Regions from separate parts of the Mus musculus genome. Here all the other regions are linked to region 1. Evidence: chromatin contacts called from public promoter capture Hi-C data. All regions are on one chromosome and are shown on one strand. The core of a region is the stretch at or near the end of the contact, and the rest is flanking DNA. Distances in the headings are between cores, read along the strand shown.

Region 1 (3,025 bases), core at 214-2,713:
TCACACGGGTTCTTTCTCAACAAATTTCATAGAGACATGTGAATCCATGCTCTTGTAAGACAAGAGCTCGTCTTCAGGGTATGTATGAATCAAATTTCAACAGTTGCAGTGGATTTCTCTAGGGATAATAGGAGACGGTCCCTTTGTCTTGTGACTATAATCATTTTTAATTTTATGAGCTTGGTGACTTTCCCCCAGTGTTTCCAAGTAACTAATAACTTTGTTAACATCTTTTGCTTCTTAAGATTAAAAAAAAAAAAAGAAAGAAAGAAAGTGGCCTTGTCCCAGCTCCCTCCCCCAGGCTGGTGTGAGTGTGCAAGTATGTGTGCAGAGCTTGTGTTTCATACTGCAAATATAAATAAAGGAAGATAGCAGAAGAAAAAAAAAACAAAACAAAATCCTACTTGGATTTGACCCCTAATTTATACTTTAGATTATCATTAGTGAAAACTCTTTGCTACCCATTTACATTATTATTATATACTCGCGAAGATCCTTTTTAGGCATTTAGGCAATTTTAGGCAAATTTGTAAATTTGCGTGGTACTGGTGGTTGTGAGGAATACTTTCAATTAGTTCACCCCTTTAAGAATAGCCTAAGAAAAATATCAAATAACCTCGTATTATACTTAATAAAGCTAGTTCCTAGGAAGTTTTGCAAACTAAATATCCACCAGTTGACCTAATGGAGTACGGGTTGATAGGTGTCTGCTGGAAGGCGGCCAACTCCTAAGCTAGGCTAGGCACACGGTGGGGGGTAGATAGCGCCGGAGCCCTCCAAGGCTGGGCGCCACGTTGCTTTTCTCTTTTCTCTTTTGAAATAGGAAGACGACGCTTCTGGCTATTGTGTAAACCCGTGGAGAACTGCCTTCATTCCCACATCAGATAAAGCACAAGCAGAATTAAAGCGCATTCCAATCCGACCCCGGGCCACACGTACGTCACTGACAATTTTATTGCCTAGGCTGCGTTCGTCTCGTGGAAACACGTGAAAAAATGGTTTAAAAAAATTTTTTTTAAAAAGCCAAAAACCACCTCGGCTTGAAACGAGAAACCGCACAGGATCAAAGCACTACGCCAACCCAGCAGTGGCCACCGCCCCCGCCGAGCCCCGCGACACCCCTCCAGACTCCCTCCTGTTTTCTGCTAACCAGCTGTGTGCAGCGTGGGACAGCCTCGCCTGTCTCCCGCTCTCCCCACCAGCTCCACAAGTAATCCCAGATTCCCAAGTCCCCAGCCGGACAACAGAGCGGTCTCCCGCTCAAGGGACAGCGGCAGCTCCATCTGCAACCAAGCTGGTAGTCCCCTGCACTCCCCGTGGGCCCACCGCCAGCCAGCCGGCGTTCGGCGACGTTTGACTGACACGAAGCGGTCCCTATGAGGCCCTGAGGGCGGGGCGATGGCGTCACTTCCTGGCCTGTCGGGGAGGATGCTTATATAAGGTCTGCGCTCACGCAGAACCCTCGCTTACACAGTATGGCCGGCGACATTAGCTAGCGCTCGCTCAACTCTCCTAACGGGAAAGCAGCGGACTACAAGAGACTGAACTGTATCTGCCTCTATTTCCAACAGACTCACGTTCAACTTTCGCTCACGAAAATAGCCGGGAAAATTTTATTAGTCCTTTTTTTAAAAAAAAGTTAATATAAAATTATAGCAAAAAAAAAAAAAAAAGGAACCTGAACTTTAGTAACACAGCTGGAACAATCCGCAGCGGCGGCAGGAGCGGCGGGAGAAGAGATTTAATTTAGTTGATTTTCTGTGGTTGTTGGTTGTTCGCTAGTCTCACGGTGATGGAAGCTGCACATTTTTTCGAAGGGACGGAGAAACTGCTGGAGGTCTGGTTTTCCAGACAGCAGTCCGACGCAAGCCAGGGATCTGGGGATCTTCGTACCATCCCAAGGTGGGTGCCTGGGCCTGAGGGCGGCTCGCCGCCGACTGCGAGGCACGAGTCGCGGCCTCAGGTGGGGCCAGGTCGGCGGGCGGGAACTGGCTTCTCCCGCCGCCGTTGCGGGGCCGCCTGCGCCGCCTGGGGGAGGGGAGGAGGCCGGCGCGGCCGCGTGCTCAGGTAACGTCCCCGGCGGACGGCGGGGCTGGGCTGACGGGCTCCGGCGGGGGGCACGCGGCCCTCCGGCAGGTGTGGCTGGGTGAGGGGCGGGCGGAGCACGAGCTGGGTGGGCCTGGGCCGCGGGGCGACCAGCAGGCCTCCCGCCGCGGGGTAGGCGGCCGCGCGTGGCGCTCGCTCGGGCGGCGGGATTGGGCGGGAGCGGCCGTGTCGCAGTGCCGGGCCCCGCCGACGCCCGGACGTGCCCTGCAGCAGAGCGGGGCGCCTCGGGACCCTCCGCGGGCTTTGCCCGGGAGGCTCCTGACCTTGGGCTGTGTAACCTGTTACGGAGGCGAAGTCCGGGAGAGCGCAGCGGGGTGCTGGAGGGTTTGCCTGCTTCCCGGGGTACAAGCCTGTCAGCCCGAAGATCTATTTTACTTAATGCCTTAAGCTGGAGCAAAGGAGACCTGCGGGCCCCCTGCTCACACCCGACACGGGAGGTGGTGCGGAGAGTTGCTAGTGACCTCGCTGGGAGAGTCGAGCATTGAAGCGCGGATGACACTGAGGATGCATGGACCCGGCGGCGGTGACACCAGCCTCCCGCTTTGGTGGCCGGTACCCGGGCTCCGCCGTGCTCCGAAGCGCACTAATGGGACTAGAGTGGCGGAGGAACCGGCGTGGTCCGGTTCATTGAGAGGCGGACCAATGAGCTCCTGGGCCCCTCCGGAGCCTGGCCCCAGGGTGTGGACCAATGGGCGTTTTAGGAATGTTGGCTGCGCGGTGCAACCGTCCTCTGACAAAAAGCGAGAAGAGAATCCCAGCGGCCACGTGCTGCCGAGACTTTAAGGCACACTGGGAAACGCAGTTCCTACTAGTTGCTGCAGACGTTTCCATTGTAGGGAAAAAAATGTACCCGAAGTGCTAAGGTCTCAGTTTTCGATCCTCATGTGAAGTGTGTGCCATTTTCAGTTACAAACCCTTG
Region 2 (3,025 bases), core at 229-2,728, 2.2 Mb before region 1:
TATACAGAGAAACCCTGTCTCGAAAAAAAAAAAAAAAGGCTAATGTTAACAATGATCATGAGTCCTCTAAGGCCAAAATTCTCATGGTTACTATTTAATATTTAATTTTTAGCAATGAATTAATTTAATAAGTTTTTTTTTCAAATGTGGAAAAACCCTTCCATCCTGCTCTACAGAGTAAAAAAAGCAGTACTTTCATTTAGTGTCCCTCGAATCATCTAAATTACTTACTGCCAAAACCCCATTAGTTATGGGATTCTAAGAGTACGTTTCTACTTCACCCTATTCCTTTTTTCAGTTGAAGTGAAAAAGCTAAAGCCAGACACTTAGATGAGTAGGGTTCCCTAGTCCCGGGCAGTTGCTTTTTTGGACACTGAGGAAGATGACATTCCACACACCTAGGCCTTCAGCAGGACAGCCAAGCATGCTAAGGTCAACCATTTCTCATCGCTGCTAACCGCTTGGTTGAGCCCTACCACAAAAATCTGACGCGCTCCCGTGAACTCGCCATCAAGTTCTGCTCACAGACGTGTACGGCCCAGGATACTCTTACTGTAGCTTGAGACAGGCCTGGAAAGAGCAGCTAAGCTTGGCTTCACTACGTCTTGGTAAGCGTCCAGGAAAAAAAAAAAAAAGAGACAGGGAGGGAGAGAGGGCTTCAACTTTGCGCACACACGCCCCCCTCCCCCTTTCTTCCTCAGTCACACCTAGCTCTCTTTTCGGAGAACAGTGTTCTCGAAAGATCTACCTCTTCAACTCAAATGTCAAGCCCAGATCAGCTGCCTGAGATCTCGGCTAGCAGAGCTCAACCCACGCCCTCGTCTTCCAGCACCTTCTACCGGAGCCAGCGAGCTGGTCCCCATACAAACTGTCCACGGAGAGCGAGCGAAACCCTGGCTCACGCCTCCGCCCGCAGACAAGCTGCCTCGCAGGGGCGTCTGGCCTGGGCGGCCGCTGAGACCTCAAGGCCCCGCGCCGGGGTCCGGCGGGACTTGGCGGCCCCGGAGCGAGGGATGCGGGAGAGGGGCGGACGCCTCACCTTGACCCTGATCTCGTAGGTGGTGAAGCGGCCCCGGCCGACCCCCACGGTCTGCGGGTTGCTCACGTCGATCTCGAGGAAGTTGCTGGGCGGCCCGTAGGCGTCATTCAGATTCTGCGGCTTGGTGATGAGCCGCCGGGTGTCCGCTACCGTCTCCGCCATTTCGCTGTCGCCGCGGCAGCCGCGGGCTTCTCTCCACCGCCTTCCGCCAACGCCACCGCCGCCCGCCGCGGGGACTCCCGGCTCGCGCGCAGCGAACGGAGACGAACGAGCACGTAGGACGGGTGGGCGTTCGTTCCGCGCGAAGCTCCGCCCCAGGCTGCTCGGGCTTCCGCCCTCTGCCCAGGGAGAAACAGCTGACTGGCCTGAACGCCGCGCCCGGTTCGCAGGCCCCGCGGCGGCCCCGAGGGACACTGCGGGGTGGGGCTGAGGCGCGGCGGCGTCACGGGACTGTGGGCGCCAAGGATATGGGGAGACTACAATAACCACAATGCCTCGGGCGAGCGCGCCGCCGCCGAGTGACGCGCAGGCGTAGTAGGGGAGCTCTGGGGAGGAGGTGTGGGTTTCCGGCTTTTCTGACCCAGCTTCTCTGCGGGGAGGGACTCCGGAAACGATTTTAGCTGTTCTGGCGCAGTGAAGGCAGTCGTTGGGACGGCAGGGAGGAGACAAAACTGCCTATGCTGTAAGACAGCCAATCCAGTGCATCACTGTGATCCCTGGAAATTCATTTCTAGAAACCTTTAATAAACGTCTCAAATGAATCAGTACACATCTGTAATCCTGACCTTTGGCAAATGGAGAGCGGAGAATCAGGAGCTCGAGGCCAGCCTGGGCTACATGAGACCTTATCTTTAAAAACCAAGGGAGAGCCGGGCGGTGGTGGCGCAGGCCTTTAATCCCAGCACTTGGGAGGCAGAGGCAGGCGGGTTTCTGAGTTCGAGGCCAGCCTGGTCTACAAAGTGAGTTCCAGGACAGCCAGGGCTATACAGAGAAACCCTGTCTTGAAAAAAACACAAAACAAAACCAAAACAAAACAAAAGGCTTTTTAGCCAGGCGTGGTGGAGGCAGAGGCAGGCGGGATTTCTGAGTTCTAGGCCACTGGTCTACAGAGTGAGTTGACAGCCAGGGCTACACAGTAGCCCTCAAAAAACAAACAAAAAATGATGATGTAACTCAGTTGGTAGATTGATTGCCTAGGATTCATAAAGTCCTGGGTCCAGTCCCCAAGAAGGACATTAATCCCGGCATAATGTAATGCCAGCACTCAGAAGGCTGAGACTCAGAAGTTTCAAGGTCACCCTGTTCTACACTGATAGATTCGAAGCAGTAAATAAGGGAGTGGAATTTTTTAAACCTGATAAGCTCAAACTAAGGTCAAACAGTGCCTAAAGACTGGTCTGGCCCCTGAAATAAGAAAGCAAAATAAGAAAGACAAGATGAAGGCCGGGAACCCTGTCTGGGTAAGCGGCCACTCTTGTTTCCCACAAATCCTGGTAAATGTGTTTTGTTTTTAAGCGGTAAATCTCAAATTGTACTTGGAATGCTACTTAGAGAAGCCTTTATACAAAATGGAAAAAAGGACCAGGGAAAGACTCAGGAAGCTGAAGGGAGACAGGAAGATAGGGGAGTGCCAAGAACCAGGATACCAGGAGCTAGTGCATCCGGTTGTCAACCCAATACCTGAACAAAGCCATTACGTGGCCTAGGCAGCGTCACGTGACCTTAGAGTCCCTTCAAGTCAGCCTACAAAAACAGCAGTGTAGCACAACCATAAAGCTAGCAAGTTCCAAAGTTAGTTTATTTCCAGAGTACAGGAGAATACAGATCTGAAAAGAGTTGGAGATACGGGCTACTGATTAACAGTGCTTGTCGTGCAAGTACGAGGACCTGAGTTTGGACCCCCAAATTCATGCAACAACAAGACTTGCAGTACCAGTAACTACAACACTGTGGGGGTGAGGTGGGGTGGGGTGGGGTGGGGTGAGG
Region 3 (3,025 bases), core at 137-2,636, 2.2 Mb before region 1:
CGTGGGATTCTTGGGAGCAGTTTGATTTCTTAGGGCCATTGTTTCAGTAGTGCAATAGCCAAAGGGAAAGAAGACACAAGTGTCTCTTTAGACTATCTTCAGTCCCATCGGGGTGGGTACATACTTTGACATATTAGCAGAGAAAAGGCTTGAAGTTACTCTGCCATACTACACCTTCCATTTCCTGTTTCTTCAGAATTCCTCTTCTGGTGACCACAATTTGGTTTCCTGGAATTCTTCTTAGTGTTCTCTTTTTTGGTCACACAATTGAAACTTTGTTTCCTCCTTCCTAGGAATGCTAGACTTTCTTGTTTTCCATAATTCCCAGCTAAATGTTCAGGTCTTTTAGATATGATCCACGGTTGAAGGGTTTACTTTTTTGTTGTTGTTGTTGTTGTTTTATTTATTTTTAAGGATGTAACTATGTAGTTGGACTTCTAACCCTGCTGTCTACATTTCCCAAATGCTAGGATTGCTGTTTGTGCTTTTTCTTCCCAGACTGGTGAATCTTGGGCTTCCTGCTAACTAGGCAAACACTCTATCAGCTGAACACCACCCGACAACCCCTGGGAAGGTCTTTGTCTTTTGTTAAAAGTTAATCTTGTATGGACTAGAGAAGTGGCTCAACTGTTTAAATAATGTGTAACTTATGCAGCCGACAAGGGTTTGGTTCGTAGCACCCACGTTGAGTGGCCCACAGCTGCCTTTAATCTCAGCCAGCTCTGGGGGGATCAATGCCCACTTCTGGCCTCCAGAAGAATCGCTTTCAATATAGGACACACACACCTAGACAAAAATATAATCTCCGTACTCCTCCACAACAGTGCTCTCTCCTTGATCCCACTATTGTCTTTAGCTGCAGCGTTCATCTAGCCAAAGGGTCGCCAGCCTCAAATGAGGGCAGTCGCAAATTCAAGTGGTCACACCATCCCATGACTGCCACATCCACCAGCTGTCAGTCTGGGCCCTTTGGCTTTCCTGTCCCACTTATAAGCTTCTTCAAAGCATGAAAACATGTGCTATATAGAAGATAATTTCTATTACTCAACAGCTCAAACAGAAAGTGGCAGAAACACATTTCAGGTACCCTTCAGAGACACGTTGGACACCGAAAGAAAAGTAAATTGAGGCTATATTATAGCAGATTGGACGAGGTATAATATATACCTCTTGGTCACCTTCATATTATGCGGTCTTAGAAGGTTCACGATTATTACTACAAGCTACAATTGGTTTCTCAGGCCTGGAGAACTAGGGTTTCAGTGGGGGCGGGGTGGAGAGTTGGTTCTAGCCGCCTCTCAGCGGGGTGGGGCGCACCCGCGACTGTCAGGACACGCCCCCTCAAGGCGCGAGGCCTCTCGGGACTTGTAGTCCCAAGGCCCACCGGAAGGCGTGAAGGGCAGGCGTTGCAGCCTTTCTAAGCTTGAGGTCATCTCTCTTTAACGCTCTCTCATTTTCAGGCGTGGCCTCCTGGAGCGCCACAGCACCCGGCTGCTCCGTCGCGTCTTCTGGGTTACAATAAAGTTTTCCTCCCTGTACGGAGCTCAAGATGGCGGCCTCCTGGTCGCCCTTGGTTACTCTGCGCTCCGCCGCGCGCAGCCGGCTGACTGGGAGAGGTGTTGGGTGCGGGGCGCGGGTCGTCGCAATCCCTCCTCCGGCCCCTGGCCCTGGGAAACCCCTGTGGAAAGGTCAGTGACCGTGTCACGAGCGGGCCGCGCAAGGCCCTGGGGTCACCCCACTGTCTGATCCCTCCCAGCTGCACCCGTGGCTTCACAAGTTGTAAGGATCCTAGAGACGAGTTCGTGTCTATTGACCTTTTGCATCTCGTTGCCCCAAAGAGCGCTGAGCGCCTCAGGCAGCTGCCCAGAGTAACTTCCATTTGAGGGTCAGAGGCCAACCCAGTTCTTCCCCAGGTAACCCAGGCCTGGAGAGGGCAGGTGTGCAAGAGCCCGGCTTGGAGGGATGGGGGTAAGCAAGATGGGGTTGGTGTGTGGGGAGCCTTTCACCCCAACCCATCTGGGCTCTTAAGGCTGGTGATGGACTTAATGGTCATGTCAGTCAGGGACCCTATGCCCCCTCCCCGCCCATTTTCTCGATGCAGTCTTAAATTCCTAGGGCATCACTTTGTCTGTTTGTCTGTCATTTATCTGTTTTGCCCCTGACCTTCGATTCTTTCGTTCTACTGTCATGTGTCTGTGAATGAGTGGTTAGCCAAATTACAATCACGTGGTCTCACTGTGTGGTACAGGCTGGCCACGAACTTGAGAACCTCCTGCTGCTCTTTCCCAGAAGTGCTAATTTTACCTCTCTTCACTGGACTGGTTTCTCAAAAGACAGCAAACCCTGTGTCCTTATTTCCTTGGCACGTAGGATGGTGATTGGTGTCTGATGAGCAGATATTTTCAAATGAACGACGTTATTCTCATGGTCTTCCTCAGTCACCTTTCCTCATCTCCAAGAGCTTCTTTATATACCTTCAAAATCGGATATAATTTAACAGAGTATATATATGCAAATGCCGATTCTCATCGTCTCAAGATAGGTTTTTTTCCCCCCTCAGTCATTGAAATAAATACCAGACTGTGAGCTTTACATGGCCCACTTAGCAAAGGGCCTTGCTATCAAGCCTGAGTTCAATCCCTAGGACCCATATGGCAGAGGGGAAGTACCAACACCCACCACTTGTCCTCTCTTGCGCGCGCGCACGCGCACACACACACACACACACACACACACAAAATAAGTAAAGTAAAAAATATTCCTTTCTATTTTATAAACAAGAGAAATGCTGAAGTATAAATCTCATTAATTGAGTCTGGATTACAGTTTCTGCCCCTTTCTTTACTCCCCCCCCCCACACCCGCCATCAAGAAATAACCCCAGGAGGGTTATTTCTTTTTCCCCTCTTGTTTGAAGTTTCATTTACAAAGCTGGCTTAAACAAAGGCAGGAAGGAAGCCTTGGGAGAGACCATGAGGACAGGAAGGGCAGGATTTGGCTTGATTTTCAGCAGTACTGTGCTTTGA

What was found. Promoter capture Hi-C pulls out the DNA fragments that hold promoters and counts their contacts.
Region 2: a promoter capture Hi-C map of hippocampal neurons shows a contact between it and region 1, with 3 times the contacts expected there. The contact joins the promoter of Snx3 here to the promoter of Amd1 in region 1. A contact is called at or near these places in 4 of 39 promoter capture datasets (hippocampal neurons, liver and pre-B cells), 1 of 484 Hi-C or Micro-C datasets (olfactory sensory neurons) and 1 of 9 other capture datasets (adipose tissue).
Region 3: a promoter capture Hi-C map of liver shows a contact between it and region 1, with 7 times the contacts expected there. The contact joins the promoter of Afg1l here to the promoter of Amd1 in region 1. A contact is called at or near these places in 2 of 39 promoter capture datasets (the C10 cell line and liver).

What each region holds. Positions count from the first base shown.
Region 1 is chr10:40,300,626-40,303,650 of GRCm38.p6, reverse strand. It overlaps Amd1 (S-adenosylmethionine decarboxylase 1), which reads left to right and starts at 1,463. Exons shown (of 8, transcript NM_009665.5): 1 at 1,463-1,902. The coding sequence starts at 1,793.
Region 2 is chr10:42,500,507-42,503,531 of GRCm38.p6, reverse strand. It overlaps Snx3 (sorting nexin 3), which reads right to left and starts at 1,478. Exons shown (of 4, transcript NM_017472.4): 1 at 1,040-1,478. The coding sequence starts at 1,201.
Region 3 is chr10:42,476,926-42,479,950 of GRCm38.p6, reverse strand. It overlaps Afg1l (AFG1 like ATPase), which reads left to right and starts at 1,386. Exons shown (of 13, transcript NM_145743.2): 1 at 1,386-1,688. The coding sequence starts at 1,550.